Linked DNA regions of Mus musculus: region 2 is linked to region 1. A link is a contact called in public promoter capture Hi-C data. All regions are on one chromosome and are shown on one strand. Each heading gives the region's core, a stretch centred on a gene start, on an enhancer-like site or on the middle of the called end of the contact. The rest is flanking DNA. Distances are from core to core; before and after follow the strand shown. Region 1 overlaps Nipa1 (non imprinted in Prader-Willi/Angelman syndrome 1 homolog (human)). Region 2 overlaps Herc2 (HECT and RLD domain containing E3 ubiquitin protein ligase 2).

The links. Capture Hi-C pulls out chosen DNA fragments and counts their contacts.
Region 2: a promoter capture Hi-C map of adipose tissue shows a contact between it and region 1. The contact joins two enhancer-like sites. A contact is called at or near these places in 1 of 39 promoter capture datasets (neutrophils), 1 of 15 datasets of contacts at CTCF or cohesin (embryonic stem cells), 6 of 484 Hi-C or Micro-C datasets (the CH12 cell line, cortical neurons, effector CD8 T cells and 3 more), 6 of 115 datasets of contacts at active chromatin or transcription factors (CD8 T cells, bone marrow-derived macrophages, cardiomyocytes and 2 more) and 5 of 9 other capture datasets (adipose tissue, embryonic stem cells, liver and 2 more).

The regions. Positions count from the first base shown.
Region 1 is chr7:55,985,315-55,991,296 of GRCm38.p6, reverse strand. It overlaps Nipa1 (non imprinted in Prader-Willi/Angelman syndrome 1 homolog (human)), which reads left to right. Exons shown (of 5, transcript NM_153578.3): 4 at 5,733-5,893. Among named protein-coding and RNA genes, the nearest start is that of A230056P14Rik, 26 kb to the right of the region's middle. Within about 2 kb of position 4,561, at least 51 of the 459 cell types and tissues checked have an H3K27ac peak or open chromatin away from gene starts, as enhancers often do. A contact at or near this core is called in adipose tissue, where this site is marked.
Region 2 is chr7:56,064,490-56,069,876 of GRCm38.p6, reverse strand. It overlaps Herc2 (HECT and RLD domain containing E3 ubiquitin protein ligase 2), which reads right to left. Exons shown (of 93, transcript NM_010418.2): 3 at 1,779-1,893. It also overlaps the pseudogene Gm51510. Among named protein-coding and RNA genes, the nearest start is that of Herc2, 17 kb to the right of the region's middle. Within about 2 kb of position 3,551, at least 32 of the 459 cell types and tissues checked have an H3K27ac peak or open chromatin away from gene starts, as enhancers often do. A contact at or near this core is called in adipose tissue, where this site is marked.

The sequences.
Region 1 (5,982 bases), core at 3,312-5,811:
CAACCCCCCTGGCTCTTAGTCTTTCTGCTTACCCTCTCTTCTGCAATGATCTCTGAAGGAGGGGGCTTGATTCCCATGTTCCACTTAGAACTGATCATTCCACAGTCTCGTAGTCTCTGAACATTGATCAGTTGTGGGTCTCTGTATTAATCACCATCCACTGTAAAAAGAAGCGTCCCCTACTGTATATGCAGCTGGAGCCATGAGTCCCTCCATGTGTACTCTTTGGTTGGTGGTTTAGTCCCAGGGAGTTCTGGGAGTACTGCTTAGTTCCTATTGTTGTTCCTCCTATGGGGTTGCAAACCCCTTCAGCTCCTTGGGTACTTTCTCTAGCTCCTTCATTGGGGACCGTGTGCTCAGTCCAACAGGATGGCCTAATTGGTCATCAATGGGAAGAGAGGCCCTTGGTCCTATAAAGGCTCTAAGCCCCAGTGTAGGAGAATGCCAGGGCCAGGAAGTGGGAGTGGGTAGGTTGGTGAGCAGGGGAAGCGGGGAGGGGATAGGGGCTTTTCACAGGGGAAGCCAGGAAAGGGGATTACAATTGATATGTAAATAAAATATCTAACTAAAAAAAAAAAAAAAAAGAGCCGGGTGTGGTGGCGCACGCCTTTAATACCAGCACTCAGGAGGCAGAGGCAGGCGGATTTCTGAGTTCGAGGCCAGCCTGGTCTACAAAGTGAGTTCCAGGACAGCCAGGGCTATACAGAGAAACCCTGTCTCGAAAAAAAAAAAAAAAAAAAGAAAAGAAAAGAAAAGAAAAGAAAAGAAAAAAGAAATAGAAATGAAAAAAAAAAGCATCCCCTCCAAGAATTGGGAGACAAACTCATTTATGCTGAGAAAGCCAAGAACTTAGGGGGTAGTTAGTTATTATGTCCATTTAGCAGAATGATTACAGGTTTTAGCCATGCACAGGTTTTTGTTTGGTTGGCTTTGGTTTTGGTTTTGGCTCAGTTAATTCTTCCATCGTATGGTACATAAAGTGGTTGGTTAGTCTCATACCATCTTTTCCACTCTTAACCCAGTGGGCATAGTAACCCAGTGCCAAAGTCAATCATTATTGGAGCTCAAGGGCTCACATCTGGGTAAATTTATTATTTCTCTTTCCCTATAGAATACATAGCACGTTCCAGGACTGATGGCTACTGGGAGAGGTGGAATCACTTTTCTTCAGAGATACTGGCCCTGAGAGACTAGCCATGCAAACGGTCTCATACCATGCTCATACAGACAGCGTTAAATGTTCTCAGTTGATATGAAAGGGAAGGGCGGGAAGGAAGGGGTGTATAGAAGGAGGGATGGGAACATGACATTGGGAGAGAAAAGTAGGGCGTGGGGTGGGAAGGAATTAGAGAGATGGAATAGAATCCAGTATACTGAGTCCAAGTACACATGTATGGATACTAAATAAAAATTAAAGTTACATGAACCAAAGTAAATGAAATAGGAATAAATTTCACAAAAAAAGGGCAGTCATACTCTGAAAACTATGAAAGTCTTTCGCAGTCTTCAAGAAGATGCTAGTGCCAAAAGATATTTCTGAGTGTACTTAAAGGAGATATAATAAATTGCCCATAATTTACAGGCCAGGAAAAAAAAATATTACCATAGTAGTGCTCTCATTAATCTGTAGGTTCCGCACAACTCCATCAAAATCCCATCTGAATTCTTCGTAGAAATTGGCACACTGTTCCTAAAATGTATATGCAGATGGAGAAATTTTTAAATAGATGAACAATCTTGAAAATATAAAGAAAGCTGGAAGAATGACACTTTCCAATTTCAAGACTTCTTTCAAAACCCAGTGATCAGGGGCCAGAGAGATGGCTCAGCAGTAAAGAGCACTGACTGCTCTTCCAGAGGTCCTGAGTTCAATTCTCAGCAACCACATGATGGCTCACAGCCATCTGTAATGGGATCTGGTGCCCTCTTCTGGTGTGTCTGAAGACAGCTATAATTGTACTCATATACATAAAAAAAAAATCTTTAAAAAACAAAACAGTAATCAAGCTGCATGCTGTGGTGTGTGCCCGTAAGCCCAGCACTTGAAAGGCTGATGCCCGGAGACTTCAAGATTGAGATGAGACTGGACTTCATAGTGAGCCCTCATCTTAAATAAAATAAAATAAACACTACAGAAATCAAAACCTGGATTATGGCCAGGTATACAAATTGATAAAAATAGGATTGGGATTTCAGAGATACACTGATAGTCTTACAATTATTTCTTACCAGAAATACTGAACTAACTCTATAAGAAAGACTAGGCTTTCTAAAAACTGTGCTGAAGGGCTGGGGCGGTAGCTCATGTGTGTCCACTTTTGCCACGTCGACTCAGCATTGTTCTGAGCACATGCAAGCTCCTAAGCTTGACCCCAGCACTGCCAGAATGGAGAAAGAAACCAAATGGGGCCAACAAACAGGCTGACATTGGCATGCAAATATTCAAAGTTGTTGCTTTTATCTCACCACACAAAAAGGAACTCAAAATCTGTCCAAGAGCTAAAACTGGCAGACTCCTAGAAAAAAAAAACAACAACAGTTTAAGTCACTATAATTTTTAATCAGGGAATGGGCTATTTAAGTATGATACCAGAATCACATGAAGAAAAAATAAACTATATACCAAACTTAAAATGTCTATTCTGCAGAGAAATGAAGGTTGGAGGGAGACTTGATTGGGATGTCCAGGGTGAGTGGCAGGAAGGAGTTGGGGTAGACCTAATCAAGGTGCATTGTATCTTGTATGAAACTGATAAAAAGAATAAATTTAAAATAACCAGTGGTCTAGTGCGAAGACTCGGCAGGTAGAGATATCTTTACTGCCATCAGGTTTGCTGCCAGACCTGGTGGATGACCTCCGTTCACTCCTAGAGTCCACATTAAGTAAACAAACTTCCCTAAGTTGTCCTCTGACCTCTAACATAATGCGGACTATAGAATTTTCGCGTACACACACATACACAACACATGAATAAACATTTTAAACACTATGTTCCAGAAACTGCCATCAAGAAAAGAACATTCAGAATAGGGAAAAAAAAAGTCTCAAATTATGTGTACGATAAGGAACTTGTACTTCCGTATATAAGACTTATAAGTCATCAATAACCAACTCTTTTTTTAATAACCAACTTTTACGTGTGGCTATTGCATTCTGGTCTTTTGCAGTGGGGTGGGAGGTGATCTGGCCTTGTGACCCAGGCTCATTATCTTTCCGCTTTTGTTTATGGCAGGCCCTTTCAACCATGGCACAGTCTGATGGCTGTCCCAGGTGAACCTAGCTCTGGTTTTTGTTCTGTGACCCTCCCCCTTGTGTTCATGATTCTTTGGGCAGCAACATAGACCCCTACCTTTATTACTTTTCTATTGCTGTGGCAAAGCACCTTGATCAAGGCAACTTATAAAGCAAAAAGTGTTCACTTTGGCTTACAGTTTCAGAGGGTGAGAGTCCACAATGGCAGAGCAAAGGGACAGCTGCAGAGTTTGTTGGTTGATCCATAAGCAGGGGGCAGAGACAGCACTGGAAATGGTTCCAGCCTTTTGAAACCTCAAAGCCCTCCACCAGTCTCACACTTCCTCCAGCAAGGTCACACCCCTAATCCCTTTCCAAACAGTTCCACCAACTAGGGATCAAGTAGTCAAAAATATGAGCCCTGATTTAAGATATAGGCATGTTTTTGCCATGGTTTTCTCATTATATTATCTCAGCAATGCAGTTTACTTTCCAAACTGGATGACTAGGCCTCCTTTAGGGCGAAACTGTAGGTACAGTATAGTATAGTATACTGTGTTGACTTCACACAAAGTAGTATAAGACAGGAGGTGGGAACTATGTGCAGGTATTCAGAAAATGATAGCCCCAGGTGTGGTGTGTTGACAGGGTGAGCCTTCCAACTCTGGTCGCTAACCTGTGCCTTCTTACCCCTGGTCTGTCTAGTCATCTTCCATTCTCTTTGTTTAACAAAGTACAAGTTAAGGATTTCTCAGTTCACTTAGTATATTTCTTCCAAAGTAGATGTAATCTTAATTTACACTTACTAATAACCCCCTCCCAGTATTGAATAACTAGGAAAGGCGAGCCACTGACCGAGAGAGAGTCTAGAGTCGAGCATCATCACCTTACTCAGGCACCTGTTAAGGGCATCTGAAAAAATCAACTGATTCTCTGCAAAAGACAAGTTTTTTTTGTTCCTCAGTTACTGTGGCTCAAGGCTACCTCCTCCCAGGGCTGAGAGGAGCCCTGCTCATCCACTTCTTCAGTCTTGCCCTGCAGCCACATACCTCTCTCTCATCCCCTGGGAAGGCAACGTTTAAGTTCTAACCATATAGCCTTAATTTTATTTATTTATTTTTCTGGTTTTGTTTGTAAGTATTTTTAATTAATTTTTTTAGTTGGGACCCAGAGTGATGGGTTTCATTATGACCTTTCATGCACTTGGTTCTTTCTCTACCCACTGCTGCCCTCTCCTGGCCGCTTTCTGCTTGCTGTTTGCTTGGATTCCCCAAGGCAGCCCCCTCCCTTCTGCCCGTATGGAACCGTATTTTATTACGGTTCCAGTTCCCTCTTCGAAGCCTCGCTTTAGACCTCTGCCTTCCTTTTCTGATGACTCACTTTCCCAGTAACATCGCAGGCTGGAAACTATGTTAATGCCCAGCCATTGACAAGACATTTATGATGTGAACTGCCTGAGTGTAGTGGCTCATGGGAGACTAAAGCAGAGGCCAGCCGGGACTACACAGTGACGTTCTGTCTCGTTTAACTTTGTTTCCCTAAAAAATACAAATGATAATACACACTAGATGATTTTGGGTACTTTTTTCCCCTGTCAACTGTCTATTATCAGTTCATTTCAGCAAGAATAAGGGACATTTCTCCTGCTTCTTCATTAGCTTGTAGCCTTAGTTTCTATGTGGATCCTGTCTGGGGACTATTGGTCAAAGTAAATAATCCAGTATAACCATGAACCATTGCATCCTGTTCTTGGATGGTCATGTCCTCTGAATATCTTCGGTATTAATAACAGCACAATAGGAATGACCTAGTGGAAGCCCATTTTTCCCCATTCAGGTTGGATGCTGATGTTGTAAAGGGAAAAGAGATGAACACACTGATACCTACACATTTCCTGTATTTGAAGAAATAGTGCCAGATCTTTTAAGTTTTGAATGTTAGTGAGAAGTAACCATTCTGTATTCCTTCTTCCATACTTCAGTTGCTGTTAGCATTTCTGAATTTATTTATTTGTTTATTTATTTATTTATTTATTTTGTGTCTATGTGTGTTATTTGTTTTTTTTTTTTAAGTAAAGAAGAAATTTTTTGGTCAATAATAAAATTTCCTCTTCTCATATATTTTATATCTATATGATAATTAAAACTATTCCATGATATGAGTTACGATGTTACAATCTACATATTGGTTATACATGAAAATGTATAAAAACCCAATTGTGCTGAAAAAAAAAACTTCAATAAATATCTAATGGGAAAGTTCGTTTTTCTCTTTGTAAAAAGTGAATGCTGGGCAGGATGTACATGGTGCTCAGTGTTAAAGCATACACAGGGCCCTGGATTTGATTCCCAGTGCTAAAATACAAATAAAAACATTAAAAAAAAAACAATGAAAATAAAATACACCTATTAAAAAAGTATGAATCTTCTAGATAAAGTATCTTCAACTAGTAAAAACAAGTTTGACTTAAACTATAATGATTTCTTTTCCTTAATTGAAGGTCCATTTTAGCTTCTTACCTTCTGAAGGAAAAGCTCAACATCTTGGGCAAGTTGGGCTGTCTGCTAAGCTGCGCAGGTTCTGTCGTGCTGATCATCCATTCCCCGAAGTCTGAGAGTGTGACCACGCAGGCCGAGTTGGAGGAGAAGCTGACCAATCCAGGTAACTCGTTCTTAGCAGAGCGGGTGGCTCGGTGTGTTTCCTGGGGAAGCCAGACAGCTCATACTACCACTCTGTCGTGATGATTTCCG
Region 2 (5,387 bases), core at 2,302-4,801, 80 kb before region 1:
ACACAAACACACACCCTTATTGCAGAGAAGAAAAAGAGCAGAGGCTACCATTCCTAAGGCCCCAGGAATCCTAAAGGTTACTGTACACACAAGTCCAGGTTGGCTGTCACCTCATCTGAGGACAAGCTAGCAACTGGCCAATCTTAGGACTTTAGGATGATGAGGACACTTGTACAAACTACCCAAGGCCATCTCTGTTCAAAGTACTGAGCCTAAGACCTAGAGAGCTGCTAATGACTAAGTGGAGAAGGCCCAAGAGGAGTAAACTGACTAATTTCAGGCAAAACAAAATAATAGTCCAGCCAGATACTGTAGCCTAAACTAGAAATCTTGTACTTTTAACATTTTCTGTACATCAATCCAACTTTTGCATATTATAAATACTAGAAGGCTTTATTATTTAAAACAAATTTTGTAGGCTGAGTATAGCACAGCAGGATGTCTGCCTAACATGACCCAGAGTGTTTGCCTAGCATGCTGGAAACCCTAGGTTTAATACAAAAAATAGATTTTGTTTTATATTTGATCCTGTCAGCTTTGGGGCCAGCTTACCTGGAGCACACAGAGCAGCAGAAATAAGACTCTGCCTTGAAAATCAAGGTGGAAGGAAAGAATTGACTCCTGTAGTTATTCTCTGACCTCCACATGCAAACTTGCTTTCAAACGTAAACACACACACACCCCTTCCCACACACACTAACACATACTAATAAAGGGTAACTCGAGGTAACAATATGCAGTCGGCCAGCCCATATATGCAGTCCGCCAGACCATACCCGTCCATGGATGCACACAAGTGATACAATAAACAAGTTGAGTCAAACACTAAGGGCATGAGTTTGCACCCACTCACTGTACATATCTTTCAATTACTCCATGTGTAGATGGAAATTTTCACATAAATACAAGAAACAGAGCTCACTCTACTAGATAATGCAACCAAAAACGTAAGCTAATAATACTTTTCCTCACATACTTTCCAATCAACAGTATACTAATTCATTGCACAAAGAGAAAAACTATGCATTCTAAAAGTAAGCTGGGTGGTGTCAGTGCATGTCTTTATTCCCAGCACTCAGGATGCAGAGGCAGGCCAGCCTGGTGTACAGAGTAAGTTCTAAAACAGCCAGCAAAACACTGTCTTGAAAAAGAAAAAAATTTCCAAAAATGATTTTTTGATACTGGAATGACATTCAACAAACTCTGCAGTGAGCCGTAATTGGGCTTGTCAGATACAACACATCTGAGTAAGTGCTGGCATCCATCCTTCTTTTTAAAGTCTTGATGCTGATTTCAATCACCAGGCTAGTTGAATCTATCACTATAGTCCTATACAGGATTGTTAGTTATGGGAAGATCTGTTTCAGTTTAAACCAAAAGCTATTCACTCATCATTTCAAACAGGCTATACACTAGTTAACACAAACAAAATATCTGAATAATTTGAAATATTAACTAACATTATAGACAAAAATGACCGAAGGGAAAACAAACATCCAAAGACCGATGCTCAAAAAGGCAATTTATACACACAAATAAATAAAGGTTATTTTTGAAGTAGGAGAAAGAGATAGCTCAGCATACAAAGTTACTCATCAGGAAACCACATAACAGAGAGAACAAGCTCACACATATATGTACCCTGACATGCATACCACAGCACCTGCCTGCCTACACACACAGAGACACACACATGCATGTAATTTATAATTTTTTTCTTTAACATGCCATTATAACAGTAGTTACAAAATAAAAAGATAAGCATTAAAAGTTCCTACCTTTTCTCAAAGGGAGTTCTCGATTTTGTGCTAATTCTGTTCCAGTGTACACAATTTCCCCATCTTTAACCATTTCGTTCCACAGACCACAGAGTCCATCTCTTGTGAATGCAAGCTGGCAAATACAAAAGATAAACTTAGATCAGTATAAATCTTTTTTATTCAAAGACTTTATATTTTTGGCAATTTCACATGTGTACTCTAGCTACATTATTTCCACCCTTCTGCCCTCCAACTCCTGTCCCCACCACTCCCTCTCAAACTCATGACCTCCTCTGTACCTATTATTATTACACACACACACACATATACATATACATATGTATAAAACACATCTATACACACATATATAAAAGATACACAACTTACTGTGTCTACCTAGTGTTGTTCATATGTATTTAGGGCTGACCTTCAGAGTGACTAACCCAAGGGGTCCATCACTAAAGCGAACTGATTCTCTCAGCAGCTACAGATTGCCTATAGCTCTTGACCTGGGATGAGGCCTTGTGGAATTTCCCCATCCACACTGGCATGTCAACTGATGCTGACATTGTGTTCAATCTTGTACAGGTAACCACGCTATTGTGTTTTCATGGGTGCAGCACCCCTGTCATGTCTAGAATACACTCACAGTAGGCATCTTGGTTTTCTGGCTCTTAAAAAATCTTTCAGGGGCTAGTGACATGGCTCAGTGGTTAAGAGCACTGACTGTTCCTCCAAAGGTCCTAAGTTCAAATCCCAGCAACCACATGGTGGCTCACAACCACCCATAATGAGATCTGATGTCCTCTTCTAGCGCGTCTGAAGTCATCTACAGTGTACTTATGTATAATAATAAATAAATCTTTAAACAAAAATCTTTCCATCCCTTCATCTATGATGTTCCTTGTGCCTTAGGTGAGGGGGTTGTATTATATCACTTGGGTCTGGGCACCCCATAGTTATTTCAATGACCAGCTCTGAATTTCTGTAACAGCCTTTGTCTGCTACCAAAAGAAACTTCTTTAATGAGGAGTGAGAACTACACACATGCTATATATACACTCATATAAGATATATAAGATATATACTTATATACAGTTAGAAATTGTATCAATTTAGGAAAATGGCTAAGTAGGTTCACCTCTAGGGTCTATGACTTCTCCAGTCAAAAGTAGTTGACTAGGTTTATAGTATAGTTATCCTCAAAATAAAAGCGCAACTATTACACCACTGGGGATATCTTACTGGGCCAGTGGTAGCTATGGTTTGCAGGCTTCATGGCTGGGTGGTACTGATTACTTTTTCCCTTGGAAGATTATATACCATCTTCTGATACTATGAGAGTCAGCCCTCATACAAGAGGCCTTCAAGATAGTTCTAGCTCAATCTCTCCAAGTCCTGTGTTCAAAATGAATAGTGTTTCAGTGACAGTCTTTGTTGTTGTTTTGGTTTTTTTTAAGACAAGAGTTTCTCTGTGTAGCCCTGGCTGTCCTGGAACTTAGTCTGTATAATAGGCTGGCCTTTAACTCAGATCTGCCTGCCTCTACCTTTTGAGTGCTGGGATTCAAGGTGTGATCCATCACCTACCAGCAGCAACAGACAGGGAGGGAAAAATCTTGATTCCCCCACCTTATTTTATTCAATTCCTCAGTAATAAAACAATGAACTACTTACTTCATTTAAAAATAAGTAACATGTGAAAATATCATGCAACAAAAACAGTGACGTCAAAGAGCACATTGTATAACAGTGTGCACACTGTGCTGATTTATTAGTGACTCACTTCCTTGCTTATCACTAAGTAGCCTAGGCCAGTTCCAACTCCAGTCTTCCAGTCTCAGCTTTCCTAGTCGTAGGGTTACAACAATGTGTCACAATAAAATGTCTTATACACATTAATGAGTTTCCTAATATTTTCACATATCATTGAAGATATTTTGATCACATCTACTCTATTATGCACAGCCATCTCCACAGATAAAACTATCCCTGGTCTAGTCCTTAAGAGTCCCCCTACTTTTATTTAAAAAAAAAGAGATTCTACACACTACAGAAAACAAGTTTTGCCTTCCTGAATCTGGCTTATTTTGCTCATAAGTATCATTTCCTCTCATTGTCTCAAAAATGACCTGAACCTGTTTTACTTAATAGTTGAGAAACAGTCTTTGTGTGTTTGTGGTGGGGGGTGGGGGGAGGAAGGAGTCAGGGGAGAAGGATCAAGAGAGCATGCGTATAGGGTATGTGTGTTTGTCTGTGTGTGTGTGTGTGTGTGTGTGTGTGTGTGTTTTATATATGCACCATATTTTCTTTACTTATTCTCCCACTGACAGACACCAAAGCTGATGTCATGCCTTGGCAGTTATGACTAGAAAACTGTAAGCATGGGTACTACAGTGAGCATCTACCATATGCAGCCTTTGAATCCTCTGAGTACTTTCCTGTCAACAGTACATATCGTTCCTGTTTCCCACCATTCACATCACCATTTGTTTTTGTCTTGATGACAGTTATCCTGTATCTAACTCATATGTGCTGAAGTGCACAGAGGTAGAAACAGGCATAAGATCCCCTTGATCTGGAGTTCCAGATAATTATGAGCCACTAGGTAGGTCCTGAGGACTAATCCAGGTCTTCTGCAAGAATAGTAAGTGCTTTTACCTGCTGAGCCATCTCTCCAGCCCTGAACTCTTCTAGACTTTCACTCCAGTTCTTCATAGTTCTCTCCCAACCAATTTATGCAAGTAAATATTCAGATCTCACCTTTATAAATTATGATGATCAATAATAGGATAAGATGGTACACAAAATTCTAGTCCTGTGGGGTATACATTCAACTTGTGATCTCTCTTGACAAACTACATACAAGACCATAAATAAGATGGTGGGTTACACTACTAGCTAAGTGCTTTGATATCAAATAAGTTAAGGCTCCAAATCCATTGCTTCTAGTTAAGCAAAAGAAATCTTATCTTTGGAGCTTACTTGACCAAATTAAAGCCAGCAGAAAAGAGCAGCCTCTGAACCTTGGGCATCAAGCCATAACCACAAGGCCTAGCTGGTCAGTGTGGACTCTGGAGCCCAGATGAGAGCAAGGAACAGCTACAGAAGACTGAGTTACACTACAGACTCCTCACCCACCAAAATGTCAAAAGAGAAGTGAGTTGTTTGAAGTTGTCAAACTTGTGTTTAGTGATTTGCTACGAAGTCATAAAAAACTAATTTGGCATTCTGCTTAGTCCCATAGACACACTTCTCAGCCCTATGCTAGTACTATTCACACTACTAATGAAATAGCTTGAAACCCTAACAGAGGGCTCTTGGTAAAGTAGCAACAAGCAGGAGAGAAGTAGGACCTCCTGAAACTATACTCAAGAGTGTTCCTACCTTGAGGCTTAAGGAAGGAATAGGAAGGCATGGCTCTAAGTGAGAGAACAGCAGTTAAGACCTATCAATGGATTCGAGTCCATACCACAGTGCAAACAGCTACAGGCAAAGAGGCCAAGCCTCAAGACTCAGATGTGCTCTGTTACAGGAGTTACACTCAACCTTCATGCCAAATCTCAAGGGAACCCATGAGCCTTACAAGCCTCCATATAATTACCATTATAAAGGAGTGAGAAAGAGGAA